Linked DNA regions of Sus scrofa: regions 2, 3 and 4 are each linked to region 1. Evidence: chromatin contacts called from public Hi-C data. All regions are on one chromosome and are shown on one strand. Each heading gives the region's core, a stretch centred on a gene start, on an enhancer-like site or on the middle of the called end of the contact. The rest is flanking DNA. Distances are from core to core; before and after follow the strand shown. Region 1 has its middle 86 kb from the start of NFATC1. Region 2 has its middle 17 kb from the start of NFATC1. Region 3 holds the start of NFATC1 (nuclear factor of activated T-cells, cytoplasmic, calcineurin-dependent 1). Region 4 has its middle 26 kb from the start of CTDP1.

Region 1 (2,930 bases), core at 192-2,691:
CTACCATCTGCACTTGGGGTGGCGCCGGGCTGCCTGCCGGGGGGGAGGGAGGGCTGTGGGTGCTGCGGACCCCATACAGCCACCTGACACATAGCCACATGTTCTCTGAAGGCCCTGGGCTCAACCTGGCCACCACCTCTTTGGGGTTTGGTCTGGGTAAGGAGAGGGTTGACCTGCTGTCAGAATATCTCTGCACCAGGGAAGGCGTGTGGAACGTGCTGGAAAGACATGGGCGTTCGTACAGAGACCCACGGCTGTGGGGACGGCCTAGCACACTTATTCACTCCACCCCTGACATTGCACAGGACGCTTTTGTGGTCCTCAACCCCTCTGGTCCCAAAGGAACCCGAGGCCACAGGCCCAGCAGGTCTGCCTAAGCTGCTTTCAGATTAAACAACAGGTTTGGGGCCACACAGGGGCCAGTGTTCCTCCCACTGGGCGGCAGGCACTATTGGGAGGGTGGACTCGGAGCCCAGCTGCAAGCATCCAGGTGCAAAAAAGCAGCCATCAGCCTCAAAGCAGAGATTTCATGATGGGGACAGGTGTAAACAGAAACCATGTGAAGGAGAGGGACAGATCTTCAATCAATGACACAGAAATGGGGGAGCCCTTCATTCTGTTATGAGACAATTGAGGTCCTAGAAATCTGGTTCTAGTAATACCAGAAATGCTGGAAAAGGGGTCAGAGAGGAACAATGATGACAGAAGGGGGAGGTGTGAGGGTAACAATGATGAAGAGAAGGAGGAGGTCGCAGGGTAATGATGATGGGGAGAAGGGGGCGGGCAGAGGGTGACAGTGATGGAGAGAAAGTCTCTTGGGGTAAGAAGCAGGAGGCAGAGGAGCTGAGAAGCTTTAGTTACTCAGGGCCTTCAGACCACAGGAGAAGAACATCTGCTCTTCAAGATGAAAGGGGAAGAGCATCAGCAGGGGCTTCCCCTTGCTGCCCACCCGCACCTGAACTCTGGAGAGGTGCGGAGGTGGGCAGCCCTGAGTCACTCAGCGAGTCCCGGGCCCCTAGGGATCCAGGCCTGGCTCCTCGGGGAGGCGCCCGACCCTCTCTCCTTGGCACTGGGGGTCAGAGACCCCGGGAGAGGGGAGGGGGCTCCCGCCTGGCACACCAACCCAGCCGCCCAAGCCTGGACTGTCAGGTGGGGTCCATGCCTGTCCCTCTGGGGCTCAGGCTCCCAAACCAGCACGGCACACTCCTTCCTCTGCCTGGGGCTTCCTGAGTCTGGGCCCCGGAGGCCAGGCAGCCGCTGATGGAGGCCTGTCCACAGCCCCGACTTCAGGCCTCAGGCTCAGTCTGGGCAGGGGCCCTACAGGGGGTGATGTGACAGACCCCCTTCCCTGAGGGCTGGGCAGCCGGGAAGGGTGGGCTGGGCAGCCTCGGCTCAGGCTGGGAACGGAAGCCTTGCGCCCCCGCCCCGCTCTCTTCCCGGCCTCGACTTCCTATCTTTCCTCCGTGAGGTCATGGGTCCGAGGCCTCGTCCGCCCCGCCCTCTGGGCCCTGGGCTGGTGGTTCGGGGGTGGCTTTTCTTTCTTTGATCCGGTTGTGCCGATGACACCTACGTTTCCCACAGTGTCTTCTCTCGACTGATAATTTCCATCTTCTTATTCAGCTTTTCCACCGACATGGAGGGTTTTTCTCTACAGAAGTATTTTGAACTGCAGGTAACATGTGACACTCAGAGGTGGCCGGGGACCTGAAAGCGGAACCTTTGCTTTGCTTACTGTCAGATGTCCCTGTGACAGGATGTGGTGAGCTGTTATACCACAATTCGATTTAATAAGAAAGGTTTTTTCCCTTATATTTAACTTTTCTCTAAAATGCTCCTAAGGTGGAAACTTTTTTTTTTCTAGAACTCATGTGGCAGTTTGAATTGTTGTTTTAATCTGGGATATACACCCAGGATGTGTGTGTGTGTGTGTGTGTGTGTGTGTGTATCTGGATTTGAGTGAAAAGGACGTTAGCATTTTTTAAAATATAAAACCCAGCATGTACAGGCGCAGCTTTTCACCTGTACCTGCATTCCACTTGTCAGTTTTAACTCTATCCTTCCTGACACTCCATAAAGATGGCTCTGCTGTTAATAACGAGCACACAAGCCCACCAGCAAGGTGAGATGTCTCTTGCAAAGGAAAATATTTGCACTTTCACATATGGGTTTCTTCCTTGCCCACGACTTCACAAAGAGCTGACAGCAAGCCCTTGGCTGTCGTGAGACGCCCATAGCCCATCTCCGAGGCTGCACTCATGTGTCTTGCATGACCACACTGAGCACAGGGCAAACCTAAAAGGAACTGTGGTTCTGAATAGTTTTGGTATGGCTCTCCCCTCTCCATGCCTAGCTTTTCTGAATGCAACTAAGGATCTCAAATCAAATCTTAGGGAATGAGCAAACTACTTCTTTACCTAACCCGTGTGCAGCCTTCACTATTCACTTCTAAGCACCTTCACGTATGTTATTCTTGATCCTGGCAATGACCCTACAAGAAAGTGAAGGCAGTGGCATGAAGGGGGCCCACTGCCCTTGCACCACAGGTCATGACTTGGCAACCAGAGCGGGGACTGCCCCACTCCCAACCTGGACACACTGTGGTCCTGTGAGTGTCCAGATGGCCCCCTCGTGGTCCCCCCTCCATAGGGCAGCCTGAACTAATCCTTCTTAACACTTCCTAGGAAAGCCAGCAGCAGCCTGGTTGTGGAGGTGGATGGACACTGGGCGCTATGGTCCCAGTTAGCCCAGCCAGGTGGACCTGGGTCCTTCGGTCCCCTGAGTCCTCTGTTCCCAGCCTCACCTGCCTCCCCTACAGTCTCCGAGGCCAGGGGAGGCCAAGGGCACAGGTATGACTTTCCTTTTCTGTGGATGCTTCTCTTACAACAAAACAAACCAACACACCCACCCACCGCCACACATACAAACACAGT
Region 2 (2,930 bases), core at 122-2,621, 100 kb after region 1:
GCTGATAAGGACCAAGGAGTGACAATCAGGGAGTGACAATCAGGGCCACTCAGGACAAGAAGATCTCGGTGTCTGATGGACATAGGGTCCAGGTGCCTGAGACAACAGTTGAACACTTCATGGTCAGCTCACTTATGTGTGGATGGTGCCCCCTGCGGTTGTGCCAAGAAGCCCCGGGCTTTACAGAAACCACAAAGCAGGTCCTGGGAACCAAGTTTAAACTCAGAGGCTCCACTTAACCACCCAGGTGTCTGACTTTTCCCAGGATGCTGGACATGGGGAGGAGGTCCCTGGCACAACATGGTCATGAGGCCACAGCCCCAGATCCTGGCCCACTATTACATCATAGACTTAAAACCGTCTGTGCTTGGCCGGTAACAGTGCTGCACATTCAGGTTGGGAAGAGACAAGCCTGATGTGATGTGACAGGAGCCACTTTGCTATTGAACGAACAATACCACAGTGCCCAGGTGTCACCCATGGCTGGGCAGGACCGTGGCCACACTCCTGTCCACCCAGAGTCTCAGGACTGGGAAGCAGTCTTTGTGGATGCAAGTAGTTAGGACTAGGCTATCCTAGAGGCTGTGAGACAGGTGTCCTCACAGAACCAGGACGGGAATCTGGACACAGACATGCAGAGAGCCCAGGCGTGAGGATATAGGCAGAGGTCGGAGTGGTGTGGCCACAGCCAGGAGCATGACAGGACACTTGGGGAGGGGCGTGAGGGTCTCCCCTGGAGCAGGGGTAGCAGGGGATGGTGGCCCTGGACACTGTCATTCCTGACTCCCCCAGAACCCAGCGGGGAACTTTTCGACACGTGGATCCTGGGCCCAAAGGCCTCCACCCGGAACCTGGGACCCTGCCTGGGACAGCCCCTTGGTCTCTGCTGGGGGGTGGGGGTGAGTGGGGGAGAGGCTCCGCTGTGGTGGGGGATGTCACCATGACCCAGGAATCCTTCTCACGGGGCCCTGTGTTTTGGCTTCTGGGTGCGTGCCTCCCAGGCCGGTTTGAGTTTAGCCTTTTCTTCCTCTGCTCAGAAGTTGTGTCTGCTCTCTGGCCCCTGGAGCTCCAAAGCCCTGCCCAGGCCTCAGCCCGGAGCCTTTTGGCCTCGAACCCAGCTCTCCCTCCAGACCCAACCAGCCACTGCACCAGGGGACAGATGGCAGAGCTCAGGCAGCTGGAGGAGGGGGACAAGGGGCGATGTAGGTCCTGGCCTCCTTGCAGGGGTGCCCGCCTCCCTGGAAGTGGACACCACATGTCCCATGGTGGCCAGTGGCCCTTGGTGGGAGCCTCAATGGCCTGGGACCAAACCCAGATGCTGCTGGCAGAGAGGACAGGTGGTGACCATCCACATCCACGAGTGTCCTTGAAGGGCCCTGCCACACGCAGGACTCAGCTTCTGTGGCCTCCTGGGAGCCAGGATCCTGATAGCCACCAGCAGAGCAGTCCTGTGGCCCCTGTCCAGGTCGACTTTAGGGGAACAGACCTTCAAAATGCTGAAAGCATTTGTCTTCAAGGACTGTGCCACTCAGGCTTCATCAGGGCAAGTGTGGGGGCCTCTGCCTCGAGGGTCCCACATCCTCAGGGACCTTGCAGGGACCTGGCTGGCATCCCCCTTTCCAGCTGAGGCCAAGAGGTGAGGGTGGGTGGGCCTGGAAGCCATTTCCAGGAACAGAGTTGGAAAACAGCATAGGGGTGGCGGGTTCCTCTGTCTTTAAAATCATGTAGCTATAAAATTTGGAAAATTCTGCTATTGAGTGTTTTTAGATTCAGGAAAAGGGATACAAGATCCGGTCCTTCTGGGCCCCCCGGTTCCGCTCAGCCACTGTCTGAGACTTAAGGACAGAACCTTCCAGACTCACCTGGAGCCTTCCTCCATCAGGAAGGGGGCTGTGGCCCAGGATGGGCGGGGGAGGTGGGGCCGGCTGGCAGGTCTCCCTGAAGGGATTAGGAGCCACATGGCTGTTCACAGGGGAAGGCGCCACGTATATCCAGACGTCCGTGGGTGCAGGCAGGTTATTCCAGGTGACAAAGTCCAGGTCCTCGGGGAACCACACTTTCTGCACTGTTCCAGCCCAAGGAGACAGACACCCTGATTCCTCAGCAAAGAGGAAGCAGCCTGGACCTGCTGCTGCCACGCCGCATTTCTGAGCTTCCAGCACCGCCTTCTGGAATCGCCTGCAATTACAGCTGCTGCCAGTGGCCAAGGCGTTTCCTGTTTATTGGTGCCTGCAGGAGCTGGAGGAGCAGGGCCTGCTTGGTCCCAAAAAACCCGCGACCTGGGGCCATCAGGAAAGTAGCTATGGCACCCCCTTCCTCGGGTCACCAATTGGTGTCACCTGCCTGTTTTGCCCTGGGCCCATCCCAGCCCCACTCCAAAACTCAGGCCACATGCTCCTTGCCCAGCTCCCCACGGCCAGAACATAGGGACACTAGGACAGATGAGGATTTAGTGGAGAGTCAGGGAACCCAGCACAGCCCCTCCTGTGTGGACGCCAACTGCTCCAAGTGGAAAATGATTCCAAGATAAGGAGCTTTGGGAGAGAACATGCAGGAAGGTCCCACCAGGGTATGGACCTGCCCAGACTGGTGGGCGGCCTCCCAGCAGTCCAGGCTTGGCTGTGAGGGGGACACAGGACTGTCCAGAACAGGTGTTAAGGGAGCTGAGGGCTTGGCAGCTGCAGGCCTTGCGGGGTGGACCTGGCCACGGGGCCAGGCAGAGCTGGGAAGGACCCCTCCCACCTTGGACTGAGGACACTCCAGGCCTGCCCTGCGGCCCCCTCGCCAGGAACGGCATGCGTGGTCGCCTTGGAGAGGTGGCGCTTCAGGGGAACAAAGCCTGACCCTGGCCTGAGGGCACTGGTGACCCTATCCCCCCATGTCCCCCCAGATCTTACCTGCATGGGGTGGGGATGTAGCCACGGGCCAGG
Region 3 (2,930 bases), core at 321-2,820, 86 kb after region 1:
AGAACCAGGCTGGCTGGCCTTGCAGGGTGGCAGTGCCCTGGAGGATCCAGGACGGGGGCTGATTCCACACAACGAAGAGGTCAGGAGTCAGTCACACGTCCCCCTCGCGCCTCTCTCAAAGACATTTGCTGAATGGACTGAAAAGGGGGCTGGATACCAAGGGAGAAAGTCTTTTGGTGTAAACAAGTCCGGAAGCCGGGATCTGCCACAGATAGCCAGTCCCGAGCAAGTGCAGAAGGCCTCCACTTCCGGCCCCAGATCTGTTCAGACAACTGCTTTTCTCTCCCACCCTCGCCACCATGGTCCCCACTGACCCAAAGGCCTGGAGACGCACAGCCAAGGAAGAGGAAAAGGAAGACACTGGGGGGGCACGGGTTCAGGCAGCCTTAGCCTGGTTGGAACATTTATTTTTTTATAAACAAGCAAGACATTACACTTTTAAAAGAAGGGCGGTGAATGATATGGAAAATATTATACAGTCACTGCAGAAACGGGCGCCTGCCGGTGCCAAGTGTGCTGGGCTCAGCTTCACCATTTCACCGCCACGTGGGGAGGGACAGAGAGAAGATCTTGAAGACAGAAACAGAAAGGAGGCCCACAAGGGACAGAAGAGACAGGTGTGGGGAGAGCCAGGCTGCAAGGAGGGGGCTCCTGGTCCCCTTCACTCACTCGGGGTGGCCGGTGGCCGCAGGCCCAGACTGAGTCTTCCGGTGAAAGTGGGGGTGATTGCTCAATGGTTCTTTCTTTTTCAAAAGCCTGCACCCTGGGGGGCCGGAGGAGTCCTTTATCTGTTGTTTGTTTAGGGGAACTTTTATTTTTTGACAGAGAAGAGAAAATTAAAGAAAGAACAGTGTGGCACCCTTGGGGGTCCAAGGTCTCAGAGGCTAGCTCCACTGTACCATCTCTTGATGGAGAGAGGCTTTGCCCTGAGGACACGGGGAGCAAGAGGGGGAAGTCTTGGGGGCCTCATGGGCCAGACACACTCTATCCTTTGGCTTGAGCAACACCCCACCCTAAAGAGAAGGCCCCTCCTGCGGGAATGTGGTCAGGACTCCGCTCTAGTGCAGCCCTGAGTCTTCCTACATGGCTGGGGGGGCCGACCCCAAGGGGGCCTCCCCCACCACTCCCACTCGCCCCTCAACCTGACCTGTTTTAATCCGGCGAAGGGTAGGGCGGTGGGGAGACTTTGGGCGCTGCCCCGACCCCGGGGCCGCGGACCTGGGTGCCGCGGAGGTGTGGGGACGGGAGAGGGGGTGCGCCCCGGGCAGAGGGGCAGGGGCCCGGCGCGCCTCCAGGCCGGCCCCTCCCCACCCGGAACCTACCCGCCCGACCCCCGCGCCCCCAGTCCCTGCGCCCCCGCCTCGCGCGGACCCACCTGCGGTGGCCCCGGCCGCGGCGGCGCCCTCGTCGCTCTGGTTAAACTCGAAGAGGAAATCAAAGTCGAACTCCTGGTCCTCCTCCAGCCCCGTCATGGTGGGTCGGGGTCGAGGGTCAGGAGGTCAGGGTCGGGGTCGGAGTCCGAGGTCAGGGGGCTAGGGTCGGGGTAGAGGGTTGGGATCCGAAACCTAGGGCAGGGGTCCCAGGTCAAGTTCAGGGTTGGATTCAGGGTCTTAAGTCTTGGCGGGGATCCGGTACCTGGTCCGGGTCCCGGGTCGGGCTCTGGGCTGGAGTCGGGTGAGCTCCGGAGTCTGGGCTCAGGGCGTGGTCGGGGTCCCGGGTTGGGTCAGGTTGGGGTCTAGTATGGGGGTCGGGGTAGAGATCCGGTATTGGGGTCAGAGTTCCGGGCAGGGGTCCCGGGCCAGGATCCCAGGTTGGGGTCCGGGATGGGGTCGGGGTCCCCGGCCAGGACCCCGGCGTGGGGTCGGGGTCAGGATCTGGGTTGAGGTCCGGTCGGGGTCCAGAGTCGGGTCCCCGGCCGCGGGCACCTGTGGTCGCGCCGCCCCGGGCTCGGCTGCGCCCTGCGCTCGGCCGCGCGTCCTCGGGTAACGTGACTCCCGCCCGCGCCCCTCCCCCCGGCCCTCCCCCGCCGCGCCCCTCCCCCCGCTGTTTCCGGGTTTACATAAACAAGCCGCTCGCCGGTCGCCGGCTTCCGAGTTTTAAATAAACTCTCCCCGCCAGCCCGAGCGCACGCCTCTCACTAGTGTCCCGGCTCTGGGCAAGCCCTTCCCACCCGCGCCCGGGGACCCCCAGGCGGCTCTTGGGGTCGACAGCCCCACTGCGAGCGAGACCCTAGAGTGCGCCCCGCCCCCTGAGTCTGCGCTGGGGTGGGGGGGATAGACGTGCGCCGGAGGCGGGGGCGTGGGGGGGGCACACGGAGTCTGGCCACTTCCGTCCGCCCCGGGGCCTGAGCGCCCCTGCGGCCCGAGCCGGGTGGGCAGGAGCTGGGGCAAGACAGCCGGCGGTCGACAACCCCCCTCCCCGCCTCCGGCAGACTCGCCCCGCTGGGAGCTCTTCGTGAAGCGCGCTGCCCCGACCCCGGTCCGGGGGAGGCGGGCTCGCTTGCCTCACCCGCAAACAGGCGCAAAGATCAATACCTGCGTCCCAATGAGCTGCTGACGCTGCCCCACTCCTACTGAAGGTGCCTAAAGGGGCCTCCTGCCGGCCAGGCCCCTTCTAGGAGCGGATCGGCCCGACTGGGCTGCTGCCTAGTTTGCAGCGCGCACGTCCTGCCGGAGCCCGGCAGCCTGGGCCCGGAGAGGAATTCCCTGGTAGCAGGGCTCGCTATCCAAGGAGCACTGGATTCCCCAACCAGCTGCAGAAGAGCAATGAACACAGAAAACACCGTTTTCCAGCCCCCACAGTTAAAGATGCCCAAAAGGGTCAGGAAAATGCGAGGCTCCTAAGAACCCACAACGCTGTCGCCTTTACATATGGAACCGGTGCTGCCGCTCACGCCTGGCCACGTGTACGCGCGGCCTTTTACTTGCAGT
Region 4 (2,930 bases), core at 129-2,628, 80 kb before region 1:
CATCACCCTTGGCTGCTCTCTGCGCTCCCCCAACCCTGCCCTCCTGTCTACCCCAGCTCACAGAACACTCCCTCCTGGAGCTTGTGTGCAGATCTGATGCTCACATGCCCATCCTGGGAGGCAGCACAGACACAGAGATCAGCCCTGGCCTGGGAGCAGGGCAGCAGGATCCTGGCAGGATGGGCAGCCAGACATTAGCCTGGTTTTCCCGCTGGGTCTCAGAAATGCAAGCAAGAGGTGGGACAAGGAGGATCAGGTCACCAGGACCAGCAGATGTGGACCGAGGTATGGACTGTCCACACCCGCTGGTCCTTGGGGCCAAGGGTCTGCGGGCATCAGAGAGCTGTGCTCCTGCTCCGCCCTTGCCCTGGAGGTCCTGGATGGCTCTGTCTGCCCTCGTTTCCCTGCAGTCTGCCCTCCTTGGCGGTGGCGGTGCCCTCAGCAGAGGAATACTGGTGATCTGACCTTCCTCACTGGCCCCTCCTCATCATCTTGGCTCTGGGAGCACCGGGCGGCTCCAGAACTCCAGGCCCATCCGCTGGGACTCCTGGGGTCATTTCATCAACACCCAGGTCTTGTCAGGGCTCCTGCTCCCCTGAGGGTGCAGCATGGGTGACCTGGGTAGTTTTCATGTCGGCCCTATGGGGTGACCCCTGCTCACGGTGGGCACTGGGGGCCGGACGATGATGGGCTGCAGGAGTGAGTGCATGTGGGGGGCCAGGAAGGAAACCTCCTGGGAAGAGATGGAGGGGAGGGGTTGGAAGTGCAGCCAGCAAAGCGTCCAGCCCTTTACTTCCTTGAGCTTATTTCATGTTTTACAGAGAGTAAATTGGAGCACATAAGTTATTTTCCCTGAAAGTAGAATTCTGCCTCAAGATGGCCTGAGCCTTGTACTTGAGAGTTTTGCCCTAAACAGAAGTTGTTCCATATATGTTGACGCTGTGGTATCACCAAAGCCCTGGCAGGGAGCAAGCCTGTCACAGAAAAAGGATGTGATCCAGCCCTTTATAAATACCCACCTCCATGTCTGTCCTATATTTGCATCTTCGTTCAGATTTTGGGATTTTTTTTTTTTTTTTTTTTTTTTTTTTTTTAGTGTCAGAATTCTCATTTATTTTACTTCTACTTTTACTTTTCTGGACTCCATCATACTATTAAGAAATATTTTAAAATACAAGTATAAACTAATATTGAGTGTAATTTACCTTAGCTTCCTTAAAAGCCCACCATCCCGTGGAAACCTGCTCCCATGCATCAGGAGTAGGAAAATATTGTGAGGTCTGGTGGACAACACACAGGACAAACTGCTCTCCGGACACTGACTGTGCCTCGGAAAGAGGAAGTGTTTGAGCCCTGCAGGCCTGGGGTCCTTGGACATGACTCACCACCCTTGTGGCTGGGCATAGGTCCGCCTGGAGACAGAAGCGCCTCCGGGAGGGACTCCGGGTGGTGTGGCGGCCACAGCACAATGTCTTCCCCATCCACCTCTCTGTTTTGGCTTTAAGTTTATAATCCCCCTGCCCAAAAGCATTAAAACACACATGAGGAGTTCCCATGGTAGCTCAGCATGTTAAGAACCTGACTTAGTATCTGTGAAGACGTGGGTTTGATTCCTGGCCTCACTTAGTGGCTTAAGGATCCAGCGTTGCCGTGAGCTGTGGTGTAGGCCAGCAGCTGCAGCTCCAATTTGACCCGTAGCTTGGGAACTTCTATATGTCCGCAGTGCACCTGTTAAAAAAAAGAAAGAAAGAAAGAAAAATTTACTCACATAAAAGGACAAATGAGATTAAATTTCAGCATTAACAAAAACTGATCCAAGGTACTCCATGTTCCTGGACTCAGACACTAGCTGAGCTTTGAGCTCAGGCTCTAGAAAGAAGCCTGCCATTCCCTCAAGTCTCAACTTGGAGTGATGCTGCCGGCCACCCACTCCCACCTTTTCCTTCATCCTCCCCACCCCTGGCCCCAGCCCTGTGTTGCTGTGAATTTGGGTTTGAGGAGAGCCTGCATCAGCTGTGTGGCAGGTGCAAGACTGAGCTCAAAGCAGGGTCTGGAGGCCTGGAGAGGGCAGTCACCCCACCCTGGAGCTTCCACCTGGCCACTGAAGCTCTCTATGGGGCTGACCGCTGCTCCCACCAGCCGGGAGTCTGGGGCTGGTGCCGTCAAGGGGCTGCAGTCCCACAGTAGCAGTGAGTGGTGTCCGCAGGAGCAGAAGGCCTTTCTCTTCAGGACAAGACTTGCTACAAGACCACCCACCCAGCAGTGAGCAGCCCAGAGCCTTAAAGGGTCTGTAACCGGTTGGCGGTGACAGCCAGCCCAACTGCCCTGAGCAGGCCACAGACTGGCAGCCTGGAAGAGTCATCCAGGCCCACCATGTGCAGGGGACACAGCAGGACCTCAGTTCCAGGGGACAGTCAGGAGGCAAAGTCAATGTCTGTCCAGTGGGAAATGAGTTGCCTCGAAAAGCAACCAGGTTGCCGGAGTGCAGGGCAGGGCTGTGGGTTTAACAGGACAGACATGGAGAGGGTCACTGGGAAGTGACTTTGAGGGGAAGGCACATGGGTGTCCCAAGCAGGAGAGACTTGCTGGTGTGCTGGGCTGTGCACCTGGCGTGGGACCCAGAGTTGCTCTGCCACAGCCCAGCACGTGGACGTCCAGAGCTCCTGAGAGACATGGCAGATCAATGGTGTTTTCCTGGACCCGGATCGCAAAGGCCGATTAGACTTGAAGTAACTGATGAACTTTCCACATCCCACCAGCATCTCCTCCTCCCTGGGAGACACGAGAAGACAATTTGATATTAATTATTAATATACTCATTTCAAGTGAAGCCTCCCTAAGGATAATAGCAATGATAATAAAGACAGGTGACATTTATTGAGTTATCCGGCCGGCACTGCTCTCTCCATCAGAGGATGATATCTCTCAGG

Evidence for each region. A called contact is a pair of places that touch in the nucleus more often than the background predicts.
Region 2: a Hi-C map of alveolar macrophages shows a contact between it and region 1, with 5 times the contacts expected there. The contact joins two enhancer-like sites. A contact is called at or near these places in 27 of 47 Hi-C or Micro-C datasets (adipose tissue, alveolar macrophages, blood and 13 more) and 2 of 2 datasets of contacts at active chromatin or transcription factors (alveolar macrophages and skeletal muscle).
Region 3: a Hi-C map of blood shows a contact between it and region 1, with 7 times the contacts expected there. The contact joins the promoter of NFATC1 here to the enhancer-like site in region 1. A contact is called at or near these places in 4 of 5 promoter capture datasets (fetal liver, fetal skeletal muscle and liver), 25 of 47 Hi-C or Micro-C datasets (alveolar macrophages, blood, brain and 11 more) and 2 of 2 datasets of contacts at active chromatin or transcription factors (alveolar macrophages and skeletal muscle).
Region 4: a Hi-C map of alveolar macrophages shows a contact between it and region 1, with 2.3 times the contacts expected there. The contact joins two enhancer-like sites. A contact is called at or near these places in 1 of 5 promoter capture datasets (liver), 21 of 47 Hi-C or Micro-C datasets (alveolar macrophages, blood, embryonic fibroblasts and 11 more) and 1 of 2 datasets of contacts at active chromatin or transcription factors (skeletal muscle).

What each region holds. Positions count from the first base shown.
Region 1 is chr1:145,915,815-145,918,744 of Sscrofa11.1, forward strand. No RefSeq gene overlaps it. Among named protein-coding and RNA genes, the nearest start is that of NFATC1, 86 kb to the right of the region's middle. Within about 2 kb of position 1,442, at least 15 of the 83 cell types and tissues checked have an H3K27ac peak or open chromatin away from gene starts, as enhancers often do. A contact at or near this core is called in alveolar macrophages and retroperitoneal adipose tissue, where this site is marked.
Region 2 is chr1:146,018,875-146,021,804 of Sscrofa11.1, forward strand. No RefSeq gene overlaps it. Among named protein-coding and RNA genes, the nearest start is that of NFATC1, 17 kb to the left of the region's middle. Within about 2 kb of position 1,372, at least 9 of the 83 cell types and tissues checked have an H3K27ac peak or open chromatin away from gene starts, as enhancers often do. A contact at or near this core is called in alveolar macrophages and retroperitoneal adipose tissue, where this site is marked.
Region 3 is chr1:146,001,327-146,004,256 of Sscrofa11.1, forward strand. NFATC1 (nuclear factor of activated T-cells, cytoplasmic, calcineurin-dependent 1) reads right to left here and starts at 1,571. Exons shown (of 10, transcript NM_214161.1): 1 at 1,376-1,571. The coding sequence starts at 1,472.
Region 4 is chr1:145,835,968-145,838,897 of Sscrofa11.1, forward strand. No RefSeq gene overlaps it. Among named protein-coding and RNA genes, the nearest start is that of CTDP1, 26 kb to the left of the region's middle. Within about 2 kb of position 1,379, at least 4 of the 83 cell types and tissues checked have an H3K27ac peak or open chromatin away from gene starts, as enhancers often do. A contact at or near this core is called in alveolar macrophages and retroperitoneal adipose tissue, where this site is marked.